2 separate regions of the Mus musculus genome follow, and region 1 is linked to region 2. Evidence: chromatin contacts called from public Hi-C data. All regions are on one chromosome and are shown on one strand. Each heading gives the region's core, a stretch centred on a gene start, on an enhancer-like site or on the middle of the called end of the contact. The rest is flanking DNA. Distances are from core to core; before and after follow the strand shown. Region 1 overlaps Palld (palladin, cytoskeletal associated protein). Region 2 overlaps Palld (palladin, cytoskeletal associated protein).

The links. Hi-C and Micro-C count contacts between places; a contact is called where the count stands out from the background.
Region 1: a Hi-C map of uterus shows a contact between it and region 2. The contact joins two enhancer-like sites. A contact is called at or near these places in 15 of 484 Hi-C or Micro-C datasets (the G1E-ER4 cell line, differentiating embryonic stem cells, embryonic fibroblasts and 6 more) and 7 of 115 datasets of contacts at active chromatin or transcription factors (bone marrow-derived dendritic cells, embryonic fibroblasts, embryonic stem cells and 2 more).

What each region holds. Positions count from the first base shown.
Region 1 is chr8:61,662,543-61,667,291 of GRCm38.p6, forward strand. The region is part of intron 10 of Palld (palladin, cytoskeletal associated protein); the gene reads right to left. All of the region lies in intron 2 of Gm51575 (a long non-coding RNA gene), which reads left to right. Among named protein-coding and RNA genes, the nearest start is that of Gm51575, 20 kb to the left of the region's middle. Within about 2 kb of position 2,764, at least 23 of the 459 cell types and tissues checked have an H3K27ac peak or open chromatin away from gene starts, as enhancers often do. A contact at or near this core is called in uterus, where this site is marked.
Region 2 is chr8:61,549,132-61,553,867 of GRCm38.p6, forward strand. Palld (palladin, cytoskeletal associated protein) reads right to left here. Exons shown (of 22, transcript NM_001293772.2): 11 at 440-1,114. Among named protein-coding and RNA genes, the nearest start is that of Cbr4, 64 kb to the left of the region's middle. Within about 2 kb of position 3,055, at least 10 of the 459 cell types and tissues checked have an H3K27ac peak or open chromatin away from gene starts, as enhancers often do. A contact at or near this core is called in uterus, where this site is marked.

The DNA.
Region 1 (4,749 bases), core at 1,514-4,013, 110 kb after region 2:
TAATCCATAATCAAGTGATTTTTGTTTGTTCATATTGTTTTTGAGAAAGGATGATAGACTGTTGTTCAGCCTGACCTGGAACTCATGGCTTAGTCCAAGCTCACCTGGAATTTGTCGTAATCCTGCCTTGGTTTCCCCAGTGCTAGTATCTCAAGTATAAGTCGCCATGCCCAGCTTAAGTGTTTGTGTATGTGTGTTTTCCTGTGTTTGAATGACATCTTGGTTCCAGAAAATGACTTGAAGCTTAATCCATTCCAAACCCCAACTAATAACAAGTTTTAAGTTCTTTCTTCAAAACAGTTTCTGACCACAAATCAATGCAAAATGCAAAGTGAAATGGCCTTGAAACTTGAGGGGGAGTCACAAAGGTATTGTGGTTTTAAAATGAAAGCGTGGTCAGATTCCTTCCCTGCTTGGAATTCAAGGACCACTCAGCCTCCGCAGCTCAGGAACCAGAGTTGGGAAACAGATGAGGACCACAGCTGCTCTGCTCTCTGCTCACCGAGCTCTGCTTGAAGCTGCAGCTGGCAGAGACTCATCCTGTCCTTGGCCTTGGAAGTGAGACTAGTAAATGACCAGTGCGCCATGCTACTTGGCAGGCTTGGCAGTAGGACTTGAGTAGTTCCTAAATTCATTTATTTTCCTTAAAGCATTGTTTTTTTACTCTCTCTCTCTCTCTCTCTCTCTCTCTCTCTCTGTGTGTGTGTGTGTGTGTATGTGTATGTGTGTGTGTGTGTGTGTGTGCGAGAGAGAGAGAGTGTGTCAGAGGACAATTAGTATGATTCTTCCATCAGAACTTGCCAGGCTTAGTGGCAAGGGCCTTTACCTACTATGCTATATGGCTCTCTTTTTCTTTTCTTTTTTCTCTTCTCTTCTCTTCTCTTCTCTTCTCTTCTCTTCTCTTCTCTTCTCTTCTCTTCTCTTCTCTTCTCTTCTCTTCTCTTCTCTCCTCTCCTCTCCTCTCCTCTCCTCTCCTCTCCTCTCCTCTCCTCTCCTCTCCTCTCCTCTCCTCTCCTCTCCTCTCCTCTTTTTCCTTTTTCCTTTTTCCTTTTTCCTTTTTCCTTTTTCCTTTTTCCTTTTTCCTTTTTCCTTTTTCCTTTTTCCTTTTTCCTTTTTCCTTTTCCTTTTCCTTTTTCTTTTTCTTTTTTCCTCTTCTTTGAGACAAAGTCTTAAGTAACTCAGGCTGGCCTTAACTTCTCTGCAATTGCTTGGAACATATGACCCTCCTGCTCTCACCTCGTGAGAACTAGGTTTAGGACTGTACATCACCATGTCTACATTATCTGTGCTACTGGTCCAGCCCCCCAGCCTCCTAAGTCATGCCGACTTTCTTTTACTCCATCTTAATGTGATGAACACAGGATTACCACATACTATAAAGAACCTCTTAAAGGTAAGGATACAGTCAAGGATTGACAAGGTGGAAACAGCTCAAATCTCTATGAGGAACACAACAAAGGAGACCATAGAAGAAGAAAAAACAGTACATTTTCTCCCTCCCTCCTTTCTTCCCTCCCTCCCTTCCTCCTGCCCCTCCCTCCCTTTCCATCTCAATACAACTTGATAAGAATATTGTCTTGTGTAAAGCCATTGGCACCTGCTGTTTGTATCTCTCATTAAGAGGCTGATACACTGTATACTGTAGAAACATTTTTCGTTCTTTATTACTAATGTGGCCACATTTCCTTCCGATGTGCTTCATCTGCAGAGCATGTTTTCCTTGCCTCTTCACTCTCCAGATGTCTTCTCCATCTGGCACTCAAAAAATATTGCAACTTGTATATAACTTTACTTAAAAGAGAAGAAAGTATGTTCCAAATATGTGTCCGAGGAAGAGTCTGAGTTGTGTCAGAGAGCCCAGCGTTTGGTTTTCTGGCCTCCGTAGCTTCCTGTTTTGTGAGGTGCATCCTCACTGCTGAAGCCCTGTTGATTTTGTGGGTCAGATGGAGTCTTCATTTGTTAAAGAGACTGAACAAAAACTGACATTCCAGTTCTTAGGCACAGTGTTACCTAGCGAAGGCACCCATCAGCTTGCATATGTCATTTGTGTTATCCATGGTACTGTCCTAGAGTTGCTTCTGGGACTGTGACAACATGCCCTTGCAAAAAGCAACTCAGGGAAGAAAGGATCTATTATTCCAGGTTATAGCCCATCATTGTGGGGAACTCATATAAGAACACCTAAAAGCTTATCACATCTCGCCCACAGGCAAGAGCAGAGAGAAATGAATGCATAATGTGTTCACTTGCTTGTGCTCAGCTGGACTTCTCCAGTCTCTCACAGGACCCCTTAATCCCCACCCCATCCGCACCAAGAGAATGGCACCACCCACAGTGGGCTGGCCCTTTGCACATCAATTAACTTAATTACTACAAATCTCTCCCAGACATGCCCATAGGCAGATCCGATGTAGACAATCCTTCATTGTGGCTTTTTTCCCCAGGTGATTTTAGGTCATCTAAAACTGACAGTTAAAGCCAGCCATCACAACTCCTGGAGGCTGCCTGGTAAAGTGTCAGCATTTAGAACAAACTCGGAACAGATTCTCTCTGATGCATTGTCCACGAGTGGGTTATGAGTCTTATTTCCTGTCTTTGACTAGTGGATGGGTCGTGTTATAAGCACCCCTCCTCCACTGCCCTTTCCCCCAGTCCTCTGGTTCTCTCTCCCCGTCTCTCGATCTCACTTGTCAGCACATTTTTGACACTGAGGTCACATGTAATTTGGAAGTGCTCACTTGAGGGCCAGTCTCTCTGGATGTTTTTAAACATGTTGTAGCAGATGCCGCTCCACTGTTTGTCAGCTCTCTCACAGCGACCCGGCTCCACCCAAGTTTAATCCTGATTTTTAGCAGATAAAATAAGACAAAGATCCTTTGCAAGGCCAGGAATGAGTTATGACTGGTCTCTGCTAGTCGTGGTGATTTCATTCTGCTTTGCCAGAGACCAACTTCCCCAACCTTTCTCAGAACTAAAACTTGTCCTGGGACACAATGATACAGTTAATGACAGGTGAGGACGGGGTTATATGCTTAAAATGAACAGAGCCTTACAAGATCCCTTGTGTCTGTCCTCATCCTCCTGGATTTGAACAGTGCTTGGGAAACGTGATGTTTGAGCAGTTACAGTCACTTTATAATCACTCAAGTAAGACCAAGAAACTCTCAAAGCACCCTGACAACTTTCAGCTACCAGAGGAAGCCTAGGCTGATAATTCATACACACCCCATGTGATACTTACCTACAAACATACACATCTCACAATTGAGCTATCATTTGAATCATGTGCTCATAAAACAAATGGAATAACCAAAGCAAAGGAGTGAAATTAAATGTGTGCTCAGAGTAGACACCCTGTAGCAGGGTTCGTTCCACACAGGGGAGAATGCCCTGGTCTTAATCCATTACTTCTCTGTGATATACATTGGGCTAACCAGCAGAATGCCAGCTACTCATAGAAGCATCTCTGCTCTTCACAGAGTGCTTATACGTGGATTATAAATATGGGAGACAGCAGATGACAGGAAGAGAGAGTCTGAGTCGAAATGGAGCCAGTTGTTTCCTGTATTTCTACATGACACATCTGAAATAGCAGTTAGGGGCCAAACCCAAAGTTGAGAGTAGCTGCTGCTAGCCTCCTGATCCCTGAGAATGGCCTGGAGAAAGTTCTCCCCCAACAGGACTGCTGACTATACAGGCTACAGGAGACCAGTGAGTTCTAGAGGATGGAAAGGAAGAGCTTTGCAACTATAGAAAAGGAGTTTTAAGTATGCTCAGGGGAAGACCGTAGGGTCAAACATCTGTGATCACCACACTCAGGAGGCTGAGGAAGAAGACTGTGAGTTTGGGACTAGCCTGGGCTACAGAAGAACCAGACTTTATCTGTAGCACCATGGTTCAAGTAGAGCCCAATAGAAACACGATGCTTAGAAGAAGAAGACAACAGAGTGGCAGAAAGCAGAGGAATCACACAATTCCGTGTGTTGTCAGTGTGTTATGGTAAGGTGGTTCATTGGAGTATGGTGAGAGGGAGGCCTTCTCCCTCTCTGTCTCTCAGTCCCTCTGTCTGTCCCCCCCGCCCCCGTTATCCTCCCAGGAAAGTGATTTTTTTCTAGATGGTGTCAGACCTATGTACCCGCAGGGTTATTATCCCATTCAGCTGATCATACATAGAAACCATATGGGGGAAAAAAGGCAACCATATTGAACCAAACAATTACAGGCTTTGCTCATCATTATCCCCAAAATAACACTACTCTATGACCATTTACAAAGCAGTCAAACCATGCTCAATGCCCCAAGCCAGCAGTCAGGGGAAACACAAGGAGGTTGCATGAGACAACCATGGCACTCTGAGTAAAGCACCCAAGGGTTGCATGGACTCAGTCCCCTGTGGCCATGGGGCAGCTCACCATCCTTTCTTCCCTGCAGCATCCTGGGTGGAAATACTGGGAGGCACACATGAAGTGGAGCTCATAAAAAGTGCCTGAGCCCTGAGGAGGAGACTGGTCAGAGGACGGAGGGTGGTAGCTGGGCCAGGGGCAGTGTGTAAGAAAGAAAACGGCATAGCTGTCTTGACCCTGTCTTTTGAACTCACTCACTCAGTGGTCATGCTAATTATGTAGAAGAAAGATGAAGTTTAGGGGCAGCGGGCCGACATGACAGACTGCAAGAGCTCTTCAGCTCTTTGATGTTTAAGGAAATTATCTCGGCTTCCAAGAAACATCCCGTTATCATGTTAGAGACAGA
Region 2 (4,736 bases), core at 1,805-4,304:
GGTTTCGTTTGGTGGTGAGTGTATGGGCTTTGGAGCCAGACAGACATTCTATCTCAGTTTAGTGACTGTGTGGAGTCACATTATGTTAGTGGGACGAGGATATCTCTTTAAAGGGTATCCAGGGAAACAATGTGATCTGAATAAATGCTGTATAAATGGCGGTGAAGGCCACCTTTATGGAAAGGACCTCGGAGAGTTTGCTGATGAGAATTTTAAGCAGCTGCCTTCAGAAGAGACAGCAGCTTGTTAATGGTAATGGAGTGCCACTGGCTGCTGGTGTGACATCTGAAGGGTGGTGTGGTGTAAAAGGTGGGATGTCAGATTTCACTAGGAACTTCAGGGTGTGCAGGTTAGCGGGTGTGCTGTAATGGGGGCGGGAGAGGGGCTATGCGCAAGAGCAGCCAGCCCCTGTATGCCGGAGATGCTAAGTGTCACTCACGCGGGGGTGACTCCCTTGGGCAGCCCCAGGGCGTTGACAGCGACAGGCGGTGGCTGAGAGGGCAGCAGGGCGCTGAGGAAGGCTGCGGGCGTCTGGCTGGGGCCGAAGCGGGCGGGCGAGGCGCAGTGTGAGGTGGAGCTAGGTAGCGGTGGCGGCGGCGGTGGCAGTGGGAACACGTCGGGCACCGGGTAGGCTGCAGAGGGGCTGAAGACCGGAGGTGGCGGCGGTGGCGGCGAGGGCGAGGACGGGCCCCACATGGCCTCGGGTTCCACGAAGGGCGGCCCGGGCGCGCGGCCGAAGGGCCTGGGCGTGGGGGACAATGGTGACGGCAAGCTGGAGGAGCTGGGGCTGGAGGTTGGCGTGGGCAGCCCCGATGCGGGACCCAGGTTCTGCGCCGCGATGAACTGCTTAGGGCGCGCGTAGTTGAAGGAGCCGGAGGACTGCATGGCGGTAGCGCGGGAGGCCAGAGCGCTCATGGGCTCCGAGGGCACCGGCGACGCACAGGCCGCGAGCTCCGGAAAGGCTGGTGGCGGTGGGGGGAAGGGCGGCGACGGGGGCGCGCTGCTGCCGCTGCTGCTGCTGTTGCAAGGGACACCTGGGGGCGCTGGGGGCCAGGCGCAGGCCTCCTGTTCCAGGCGCACTTGGTTCTGCAGCTGCTGAAGCTTCAGAGGATCCCTGGGGACACAGAGAGAAAAGTGACAACTTTAGAGAAGGGGCACATCCCAGGTGGAGAGAAGCACGCATACACAGAGTTTCTCATGGGAGCCTGACCACAGTTGGACCTGAGATCTGGCAAGTCATCCTAGTGAAAGGACTTGGCTGATTCGCTCTGGACAAAGCAAGGAATGGAACGACCACAGCTCATTTCAACTGCATGGAAGGGGCTGCAGGAATGGCTCAGCGTTCTGAGCTGAGAGCAAATTCTGCTCTTGATGAGGACCAGGGTTGGTTCCCAGACCAGTGGCTCCCAATGCCTGCAACCAGTTCCAGGGGATCAGCCGCCCTCTTCTGGCCTCTGAAGGTACTGCACTCACCTGCAACAACCCCCTCCCCACCCCAGAACAGAAATTGAACTCCATGTAAGATGAGCCAGACCAGCTTGCCGATTATGATGAAGCTGTTGTCTGATTTCAAAAAACTATGTTGTAACAGAACCAGAGAAAGCATTAAGGAAAAAAGTTGGAGATGAGTTCCCAAGCCATTTGTAGACAATTTTGGGGGAGGAAAATTTTCATCAGAACAAGAAAGCTAAAATTAAAAACAAAAGCACTTTAAGTTATTTTTATAGATCTCAGTTAATCTGCTTTTCCTCCTTCACTGCTGTCAATACTCCTAATACGACAAGCTGAGTTTTCTCCCTTAAAACTGTATGCAAAGGAGTGTTGTCTTTATGATGGAGGGAAAGCTGAGGCAGGAGGATCAAAGAAGATATGAGGGCATCCTCTGCTACAGAGCAAGAACCTGTCTCAAAAAGCAAAACACACTGGGCGTGGTACATACTCATACCTGTAATGCCAGGAAAAGATCAAATATTCAAAGTTACCTTTAGCTATGGTGAGATTTATTTTCATGGATGTATAGGTGGTTTTGCCTGCACCTATACCTGTGTACCTTCTGTGTGCTAAGCTGTCTCTCCAGTTGTATTTTTTTTAATACAACTCACCAAGCGGTTAGAACTCCATTCTTTCACTTAAAAGTTTTCTTGTTTAGATTAATTGTGCATCTACTTTGTTTTGTTTAGTCAGGTCAGCAAAGCAGCCAATGGCTGGCCAAAGGAACTTCAGAAGAAGCTGGCTCTGAACAAGCAGATCAAGGGGGTACAGTTCCACAAGAAGGCACTTTTGCACTCAGTTTTAAACATTGAAAAAAAATGGGGCGAGGTAGGAGTAGGTGGCTCACGGATAAATACTGTGCTGTGACAACTATGAGCATTAGCATTCAGACCCCCAGAACCCATGCTGAAATTGGGCACACCTATAATCACAGCACGAAAAAGGCAGGGCCAGGGGGTGCACAAGGCAAGAAAGAAGACTAGGCAGGGGAAATGAGCCCGGAGCTCAGCTAAATGCCTTGCCCCAACATTTAAGGTGGAGAGCAAGAAGAGACCAGACATCGACCCCTAGTCTACACATACACACATACATTCCACATACATACACACATTGGATCTTGCGCGCGTGCGCACGCATGCACACACACACACACACACACACACACACACACGCAAGAAAATGCCAAAGGGCTTTTGTTTGTTTGTTTGTTTTCATCCTCAGGCATTTAATTTTCAAAGACGAAGATTCGATAAACTCAAAGCAAGAACAAGAATAAAACAGACGAAGAAGCTGAAGGTTTGTCATCAGGTGCCATTAGCTGTAGAGACATCACACATTCTGATGTCCTCCCGAGCCTTTGATAATTAGCCACACTTTCATCCACTAAAGGCAAAGTATTTTCTCAATAACTGAAAGCAACAGAGAGAGGAGGGCTCTCGATTCCTAATCTGTGCAAGGCATCAAAGATTTTTAGTAACAAAGGGCTTTGTGGGATCCTACTGAACTTAATTTGAGTCTTTTAAAAAGCAGCCCAATGAGCCTCGCCACTCCCATGGAATTCCAGATGTCTGTGTGGTTTGGTAGGCTGTCTTGCACATGTGCTCCCACTTCATGTGTTTAGGACGGGACTAGGAATAGACCTTGTAAAAGCCACCCACCAGCTTCAGAAAGCCACTACCCAGAACTCTTTTGCCCATTTCCTCAAAGCCTGTTCCACATCCTCACCTTCTATAGCTCCTCGGGCTTCCAAGCTGTGGGATACTCTCCCACACTCTCTGGCTGACATTGCACCTGGTGACTTTCATTAAAGGCACTGTTCCCCGACTCTGTCGGCCCCGGCAAGAGAGTCACAGATGTGTCTGAAGATAATTTAAGTGTGGCCTGCATCAGCAAAAAAGCTGGGTGGCGCTGGGCTGTCCTGGAGGCCACAGGCCTTCTGTCAAGGACAAGGGAATGACTTCCTAGAACCACCTCCACTGCTTCTGACTCTCTTCATAGAACCGATCTTGCTCAAGAAAGGACTGGGTAATTTCTTTCTGTTTTCTGACTGTGAACACAAAGTGACCAGCTGCCCCCCACCCCTGTCATTAATTTTCTGTCACAATAGGCAATTTGGAAAAAAAAAAGATATTTTTAAAGAGGAAGAATTACAACAATTGCTAACTCAAAACGGCCTGGGAGCTGCCAAGGCACTCTTTATGGAAGTTGATTTTCACAGATACAAGTAGGCAAAGAGAAGCAGAGATACCAGAAAGCTAAATCTGCCCTCTACAAATTACTCATAAGCTATTTGTCATTCAGAAAGAAAGAAGAAAAAAGGCTCATCTGGTTTCCCCACTCCTTTATCCTGTTGGCTTTCCTCTGCAGAAGAAGCGACAACAAACCTTTTTGGAAATCCTGCTTAAGCACGGAAACCAGGCTATAAGCTTCTAAAAAGCCTTAGTCACCAGCAGGACTCCAATGCCATAGTGCTCAAATCTTTGGTTATACACAAATGAGCCAACAGATTCTCCCAGCTTCTTTTTTCTCCTCTCCTCACCACACCCCCAATTCAAAAACTCTAAGAACTTCCCCACTGTAAACACACCCTAAGGTTCTCAGAGGTTCAACACTTCAGGAAATAAAACCACCCAGAGTTTCTGTTAAACACTGTCATGGTCCATTTACAAATGGGAGAAGTTGGACAAGCTGCGCCAGGTTAGAGTGGGTTCAGAATCTGTGTCTGCGCTTTAATTCATTCACGACACCTGGCGTGCCGGCACAGAAGAACCTTGACCTTCAATGTAGTTAAAAGTATATATGTCTGGGGTCACGTTTCCCTCCCAATGCCTTTCTTCTCACTTTATGCCATTAGAATCATTGAGTTTTGATAGTCAATGTGGATTTGATGTGAGAGGCTGGCTCACAAAATCTTGCCCTAGGTCTTTCTTTCCCAGTACTCCGTAATAAAGATGTTTGCAAAAAGATGTGCAACTCGTACTCCACACCATTCTGTTCTCTGGAGAGGTGATGCCCATGCTCAAGATAAGTGATAAGAAAAAGAAACTTCTGGGAGAGAACTTTTATGTAAATTGGAAAATTCCAGCCTGTGCCCTGGGAACAGTGTCTGGGTAGTGAGAATCTGTCCCCGTTCATACTGAGAAAGATGGAGTATTCATAATGGCTAGGAGAAAGCCTTTAGACCACAGGGGTGGAAACCATGTGTGATTTAAGAATAAATAATGTTTCTTACACATTTTCTTTCA